Linked DNA regions of Mus musculus: region 1 is linked to region 2. A link is a contact called in public Hi-C data. All regions are on one chromosome and are shown on one strand. The core of a region is the stretch at or near the end of the contact, and the rest is flanking DNA. Distances in the headings are between cores, read along the strand shown. Region 1 holds the start of Dhx36 (DEAH (Asp-Glu-Ala-His) box polypeptide 36). Region 2 holds the start of 4930593A02Rik (RIKEN cDNA 4930593A02 gene).

Region 1 (4,103 bases), core at 544-3,043, 3.8 Mb before region 2:
GTGTTTGTCTCAGTTCACTGCTGGTAAGGCCTCTCAGAAGATAATCATGCCAGGCTCCTGTCTGTAAGCACATCATAGATCAGAAATAGTGTCAGGCCTTGTTGCTTGGAGCCCAAGTTGGGACGGTCATTGGACTGACTTTCCTTTTGTCTCTTATCCATTTTTGTCCCTGCAGTTCCTTTAGGCAGGAACAAATCTGGGTCAGAAAATTTAACTGTGGGTTAGTAACCCAGTCCCTCTTCTTGAGACCCTGTCTATCTACTGGAGGTAGTAGTCTCTTTAAGTTCCCTCTCCTCACTTTTGGGCATTTTGGCTAAGGTCACCCACATTGAGTCCTGAGAGTCTCTCACCTCCCCGGTCTCTAGTACTTTAGTACTTTCTAGAGACCCCCGCGCCCCTCCCATCCCCTTGGCTGCTTATTTCCATTCATTCTCCTGGCCCTCTGGGCTTCTCTCCTGCTCACCCACCCAATACTTTATCCTGTTTCATTTTCCCCTCCCCCTTCCATTCGGCTACCTCCATCCCTCTGCCCCCATGATTATTTTCTTCCCCCTTCTAAGTGGGATTGAAGCATCCTCATTTGAGCCTTTCTGCTTGTTAAACTTTAAGTACTGTGGATTGTATCCTAGGTATTCTGTACTTTTTTAGTTAATATCCACTTATCATTGAGTACGTACCATGCATGTCCATTTGGGTCTGGATTACTTCGATGATCAGGATATTTTCTTGTTCCATTCATTTGCATGCAAAATTCATGATGTCCTCATTTTTAATAGCTGAATAGTATTCCACTGAGTAAATGAACCACATTTTCTGTATCCATTCTTTGGTTGTTTCCAGCTTCTGGCAATTACATATAAGGCTGTTATGAACATAGTGGAGCACATGTCCTTGTGGTATGGTAGGACATCTTCTCATATATTCACAAGAGTGGTATAGTTGGGTCTTCAGGTAGAACTATTTCTAATTTTCTGAGGAACTGCCAGATTAGATACAAGTAACCTATGACAGCCTCAAACTCATTATACAGCTAAGGGTCAAATTCTGATTTATCATCTTCCATCTGCTGTTTGCTGAGATTGCATACCTGCACCACAACACCGTTTATACTGTTTGGGATTAAAACCATGCCAGGCAAGCACTCTTATCAATTGAGCTGACACCCAAGTTCCAGGATTAAAGTTTTTTTTTTTTTTTAAGATTTATTTATTTTATGTATATGAGTTTACTATAGCTGTTTTCAGACACACCAAAAGAGGGTATGGGATTTGATTATGGATGGTTGTGAGCAACCATGTGGTTGCTAGGAATTGAACTCATGACTTCTAGGAGGAGCAGTCAGTGCTCTTAACGGCTGAGCCGTCTCTCCAAGCCTAGTATTAGAGAGTCTTTAAAGAAGGTATTTGGGTGCGTATATTTGACTGAAAGAGGTGCCAGGCGTTTTCTAAGAAATAAGAACTTCTTTGGTCTTTGAGGACAGAGTACACAATGGTCGATGGTTTTGTTGGGTATGTATTTGCATGGCTTTGCAAATAAGTTCTAGGTTTAACAAAGTAATTAAAATTCACTCAAATTTCCACATTTTCTCAGGCTAGTTTAAATTCCCCGCCATCCGAAGGACGCCCACCCAGGAGCTAAGTTTCTGGCCAGAACACGAACCGCGGCTCACACCGCTGGCGCCGTCCGTGACGTCACCGGAAATGTCTGCTTGTGACACTCAACGTCCCGCCCTCTCGCGCTGGGCGCCGGAAGCAAAGCAGAGGGGAATGTGCGCCCGCTTCCGGGCCCGGACGCCATTTTCAGCGGTTGAGTTTTGGCAGAGCTGCTAGTCGGCTCCGACAATGAGCTACGACTATCATCAGAGCTGGAGCCGCGATGGGGGCCCACGGGGCTCCGGCCAGGGCTCCAGCGGCGGCGGCGGCGGAGGGAGCCGGGGCTCGGGCGGCGGCGGAGGGGGCCGCGGCGGCCGGGGCCGGCATCCCGCACACCTTAAGGGTCGCGAGATCGGCCTGTGGTACGCCAAGAAGCAGACGCAGAAGAACAAGGAGGCTGAGAGGCAGGAGGTATGGAGGTCTCGTCAGGACGCGTTTGCTCTCCCTGGCGTTTGCTCGAGCTCGATGCAACCTCTGTCGAGCCCCGGGTAACGGGTCACCCGATGGGTTGCGCCTCCATCCCAAGCCATCACTGCTGCAGCCGATGCATGCTCTGTTTACGGACTTGAGAACTGAACTGAGGGTGAATGCTAAATTCAGACTCTAGCCAAGCCGACTCTTATTAGGGGATGCAATCATTTAGAATGCTTGCTGTCACCTTTAAGTTTTTTCCCCGAAGCAGCCAACAAAAGCATTAAAACACTGTCTTAAGTGTGTAGATCTTGGAGAAAAAAGTAGTTTAGGTAATAGTATTAGCATTAAAGTGAGTCATATGCTGGTCTTTTTTTTTTTTTTTTTCTCCCTTTCTGTTCTGAATTTTCTGTTGACTAGCAGCGCCTCTTTTAAGACTTATTGAAAGGAAGACGCTGTAGAGAAGTATTTGGCTAATTTCATCAGGAAATTGTCAGTTTGGTTTGTATCTTGAAGACCTGTAGTATAGGAAGCATCGTGTTTTTGTTGTCTGTTTTGTTTTGTTTTGTTTTGTTTTGTTTTGTTTTACCTGAGACAGGGTTTGTGTAGCCTTGGCTGTTCTGAACCTGCTCTGTAAATCAGGTTGGCCCTGAACACACAGAGATCCACCTACCTCCGAGATTAGAGGTGTGCACCACCAACCCAGCAAACATAATGGTTTTTGAGTGACCTGGTCTAAGTAACTCCATCATTGCGCAGAATCTTTAAGTGTTTGGACACTGTTTCATACATGCTTTTTTGAATGCTAAAGACCTTTGCATTCTAATAGGGGGAAAGAAATACCTAAACAAATAAGTTCAATAAGCGGATCTTTCCAGATATACACAGGACACACGTAACTTGTGCCCTGGATATTGATGCTACATAGTGCAGGCTGACCTTGTACTCCTAGTCCTCTTTTCATTCCCAGTGCTGGGATTTCATATGTGCACACCTCAGGGCTAGGCTTTTTTTATTAGTTGACCCCTTGATCCCAGTCCCATCCCCAAACTTCCACTTTAGCAAATGCCAGTGTTGTTTATTCACCTGCCATGTGGAAGTGAGCATTGATTTTTCTCTTTTCATTTTGGGAAATCTGTTTGCTCTGCTTTCTTGCTTATCTCTGCAGCAAGTATGGGTCAGACCTCTTAACTTGTTATTTGAATTATAGCCGCCCACCCCAGTCCCATTGTGGTCTCTTAAAACGTGATTCCTTAAGTGGTCTTTAGATCATTTTATTCTTTACTTCCCAACTTGTTTATTGAAGCCATGCAGCTTCTGCCTCTCATTGGTGTTGCCTGGGAACCATGTGATCTGGCTGTAACCTGTAACCCTCCTTGGGTTGATTTTTCCCAGCTCAAGCTCTGAGGCTGATGTAATCATTTATGATTTCTGCTCCTTATTACTTTTTTTTTTTTTTTTTTACCATTTTCCTCTCTAAAACGAGTCTTTGAATTATCTCTAAACATGGTTTTCAATTGGTATAATTCTTTTCAGCACTTTTGGCTTGATAAGATTTTTATCCTAGAATTTCCATCGCTTTTACATTCAAACAAGCCTCATGCTTGCAGATGAAAATACTCCAGTGGGTCCTCATAGTTCTTTCCATATATGTGTATGGCAAACTTACTATTATAGTACCTAATTTATAGAGATGATGTGTGCTAAGGGCCATAGACAGAATGCTATGTTACTAAATAGGAGGATATGGGCTTTCTAGTCAAATGAAAGGATCTTAAAAGATAGAGATAGTTAGCCGTTACTGGGCTACAAGTGAGGGCTTCTGGATGAGCAAGGCTTCGCAGCCTTTCTAATTCTGTGACCTTTTAATACAGTTCCTCATGTTTTGGTGACACCCCCCACCCCCATACACACATGCCTTAAATTTATTTGGTTGCTGTTTTGTAATTTTTTTTTTTTGCTCTTCTTATAAGTGTAATGTAAATGTCTGTGTTTTCCAGTGGGCTTACGAGACTCCTGTGAAAGGGTCGTTTGACATTA
Region 2 (3,851 bases), core at 62-2,561:
TCTACAACTTTAGATAACCCAGTTACTCATGAAGTCTTTCTAGATTACAAAATTTAACTTTGTTTTTTTTTCTTTGAGCAGATTCTATTCATTGACTCTAATAATAAATATTCACTGTTATTTTTAAACTACGGCTATCATTTACAAGGTGGCTATGATGGATGAGGTTCTACAAGAATGGCACAGAGAAACTCAAATTGTTTAAATTCACTTTTACAGAGTAGGAGACTGGAGCCAGGAAGGTGGCTCAGGAGGGTAGTGGTGCCTGCATCAAGCCTGCCAACTTGAGAAAGTCGACTCCCACAAACCTGTCCTCTGACCTCCACGTGTGCACACAAGACAGTCACAAACTAAGTCAGGATATTAAAAAGAATTTCGCTCGAAGTCACAGGGCACTATTTTACCCTATCCTGACTAATCTCTGTTTTCCTACAAAGAGTATCAATACTAGCTTTTTCCAATTCCAGTGTCATCAGTTCAGGCATAAAACGCTTGCCATAGCAATTGTGTGCAGGGTATGTCCATTATACGGTTCACTCCAAACTCTCAGGCGCTCTCTAATTCTGGGGTTCTGAATGGTGAAGAGTACCTGGAAATAAGTTTTACTGAGACTAGGGGAACCCTCGGAGAGTTCTCTTATTGCTAGACCGGAAGGTAGGCTGTAGATGTCCCCTGTCCCACCCCCACCACACTTAAGGTTTATTTTTATTTATGGGCATGTGTGTATATAATGTGTACTGGTACCAAATGGTATCAGATCCCCTGGAGCTGGGGTTACAGGCAGTTGTGGGTGCTGGGGACCAAAGTCTGGTCCTCTAAGAGTAGTATGTTGAGGCGTCCCTCCAGCTCCCGTGGGTGCCTTTTACACCTCTAAGATGGGGATCTTAGAGACTTTCCATATGTCGGGTGTACAAAGACAACTCAGGAAGAATCCAGCACCAATCCTGTCAAGCTGAGGGTTGGTAAGGGGTAGGTTGACCTCACCCATTTCCTTCTTCCCAAAGCCCCAGGTAAGTAAGCTAAAAGCCTAAGGTTTGGACCAGGACTAGACGTTAAGGACTCAGGCACCAGAGGGTCTCCTGTCATTTGGGGCCTCACAAACCCAACCCACGTGTATGGTATTCCTTGGAGGTTTTAATTCTCCATCGAGTCAGAGTTGTCAAAGAGGTTCAGGTTCTCTCAATCAGAGGCGGCCAATTCCAAGAAGCTTTCGCCAGTGGGCTTTCGAAGGAAAACCTAGCGTTAAGGTCCCAACCACTGAAGAGCCCACCCTCGTACCTAACTGCCGGGCCACACCCGAGGCCTTCGCGCGGCTCCCGCCCGACTCCGGGTCCCGCCCCCGCGTGTCAAGCTACCGGCCGAGTAGCCTGATCGCCAGCTGCTCCAGCGCGTCAATGGCTAAAAGAAACGTGGGATTCCGAGCCCCGCCCCCCGCCCCGCCCAGCCCCGCCCCGCCCCCGGCGCACTCGCGCGCCCTCCACGCCCACGCCGGGCCAGCAGTTGCCCTTCTAGCTGGAGTCGGTGCGGGTCGGCGTAGGTCCCCTGGGAAGGGTCGGGAGACTCGGGCTACGTCCTTTCCCTGGGCTGCCGGCTTCCACTGTCGCAGAGAAGCGACCCCACGCGGCGGCGATCGACTCATTCAAGGGCTCCCAGCGAGGAAACCGCTCGGGCGCTGCCAGCTGGGTCGGGCGGAGCTGCGCGGGCCGCAGGGTGGCTCTGCCAGTCCCTGAGTGCCGGGTCGGCCGCACACGTGTCTTAGCGTCACGTCCGCGCGCGCCCCCGGGGCTTGCGTCAGCTGCCGCTCCTGAAGCGAGTGGGCCAGGGCTCTGCGCACCAGAACGCCGCCGGAGGAGGGCACCGCACGGCCGCGAGCCCCGAGAGCGACGACCATCCGGGTGCCGCCGAGAGGATCGGCGCGGTCCGGTCCCCGCCCTCCCGGTGCCGGTCGGGTCCGCGCTGGGTCCCCCGGGCTGGGCGCCGTGGCGTTGCCCCGGAGCCCGCCACCCGCGGGGCGCGCACCGCCTTAACCCGGGCGGCCCCGCGGCAGGCAGACGCCCGCAGGTCCATGGTGGGCTCGGAGCGCGATGAGCCGCCCGTCCTCCACCGGCCCCAGCGCTAACAAACCCTGCAGCAAGCAGCCGCCGCCGCCTCAGACCCCGCACGCCCCGTCCCCGGCTGCGCCCCCGGCCGCCGCCACCATCTCGGCAGCGGGCCCCGGCTCGTCCGCGGTGCCCGCCGCGGCAGCGGTGATCTCAGGCCCCGGAGCCGGCGGCGGGGCCGACCCGGTGTCCCCGCAGCACCACGAGCTGACCTCGCTCTTCGAGTGCCCGGTCTGCTTTGACTATGTCCTGCCCCCCATTCTGCAGTGCCAGGCCGGGCACCTGGTGTGTAACCAATGCCGCCAGAAGTTAAGCTGCTGCCCGACGTGCAGGGGCGCCCTAACGCCCAGCATCAGGAACCTGGCTATGGAGAAGGTCGCCTCGGCAGTTCTGTTTCCCTGTAAGGTAAGTCCAGCCACCATCCGCAGATCTGCCAAGGAACCTTCCAGAGTTCCGGTGCCCTCCAGCGCACTTGAAGGCCCTAAGAGGCGAATGGCATTTCACTGTTTCCATCTGTCTGTCTGTCTTTCTCCTCTCCTCTCTCTCTCTCTCTCTCTCTCTCTCTCTCTCTGTCTGTCTCTCTCTCTCTCCTCCCTCTCTCTCTCTCTCTCTCTCTCTCTCTCTCTCTCTCTCTCTCTCTCTCTCTCTCTCTCTCTCTCTCTCTCTCTGGCGCACTCTCTCTGTCTCCGGTGTGTACGTGTGTGTACCTTGTCTATTGTTTCCAGGCCAACCTGTCCATTTTGGGAACTAGCAACTAGGGTTGACGTTTGCCGGAGCACTGACTGTAGATAAGTTGGCACTTGATGACGGTTTAGAAGCATCCCAGCTCTCCCAGCCAAGTGCCGCCGCGTCCACCGCAGGGGTGTGCTCTATAAAGCCTGGGCAGCTTAATGTGAACAGGGAAGCTGGCAGTGGAGATTGTGGAGGAAGGAAGCGGACGGTTTCCAGCGCTGAGCTTGGCGAGAACGGTCCTGGATTCCTCCTGGACCCAGTGCCCAAGATCTGGAGCACTTGAGAGAGCGCTTTGTAAGGGGAAGCGGATACTGCCTGCTTAGCACGGGAGCCCAGAAAACCCAGCAAGCCACGCCTTCTCTCAGCTTCCCAGACTTGCGGAGGACTCAGAAGTTGTAGCTGCTGTTTGGTTTTTGTTTTGGTTTGTTTGTTTGACTAACTGCGATGAACTCGAGTCCACAAGGACTCAACGCAGACACTTAAGAGCGTTATTAGTTCTCTCTCCAGTGACAGCATTTTATTTAGTTGCCTGTGCTGGGGGGTGGGGTGGGGTGGGCAAACCACAAGTCAAAGTCCGAGCTCTCATTCCCATGGCTCCAATGGTTTGTTTAGGACCTGTGTTTACATCCTCACGGCTAAATTAATGGAATCATGCATGTCTATATCTGAAAGCTTCTTTTTTTTAATACTCACAGAGATAGTGTTTTTTTTTTCCTCTGCCAACCAGGTTTACTAATAATATCCTCACCTGAAACTTGACTTGATCTCCTGTATTTTAAATGACTGATAGCATTACATTGTGTGGTTCTGCTATAACATCCTGTTGCCAACACTGAAACCCTTACAAAACTCCCCACAGTCTCATTTATATGCCTCTTTCTAACCTAGACCTCTGTCAAGGAGTTCATTTTCTGAACTTATAGGTGGGAATAATGTTAATATTTCTGAGATTTTTTTTAATGAAAGTAATTGTTCTACCTGAGACTGTTTTGTCTTGCCTATCTCCTTAGTGATTAATTT

The links. Hi-C and Micro-C count contacts between places; a contact is called where the count stands out from the background.
Region 1: a contact with region 2 is called in a Hi-C map of CD8 T cells, with 8 times the contacts expected there. The contact joins the promoter of Dhx36 here to the promoter of 4930593A02Rik in region 2. A contact is called at or near these places in 2 of 484 Hi-C or Micro-C datasets (CD4 T cells and CD8 T cells).

What each region holds. Positions count from the first base shown.
Region 1 is chr3:62,504,678-62,508,780 of GRCm38.p6, reverse strand. Dhx36 (DEAH (Asp-Glu-Ala-His) box polypeptide 36) reads left to right here and starts at 1,793. Exons shown (of 25, transcript NM_028136.2): 1 at 1,793-2,063. The coding sequence starts at 1,842.
Region 2 is chr3:58,690,049-58,693,899 of GRCm38.p6, reverse strand. It overlaps 4930593A02Rik (RIKEN cDNA 4930593A02 gene), which reads right to left and starts at 1,311. Exons shown (of 9, transcript NR_045167.1): 1 at 1,279-1,311. Siah2 (siah E3 ubiquitin protein ligase 2) reads left to right here and starts at 1,512. Exons shown (of 2, transcript NM_009174.3): 1 at 1,512-2,504. The coding sequence starts at 2,085.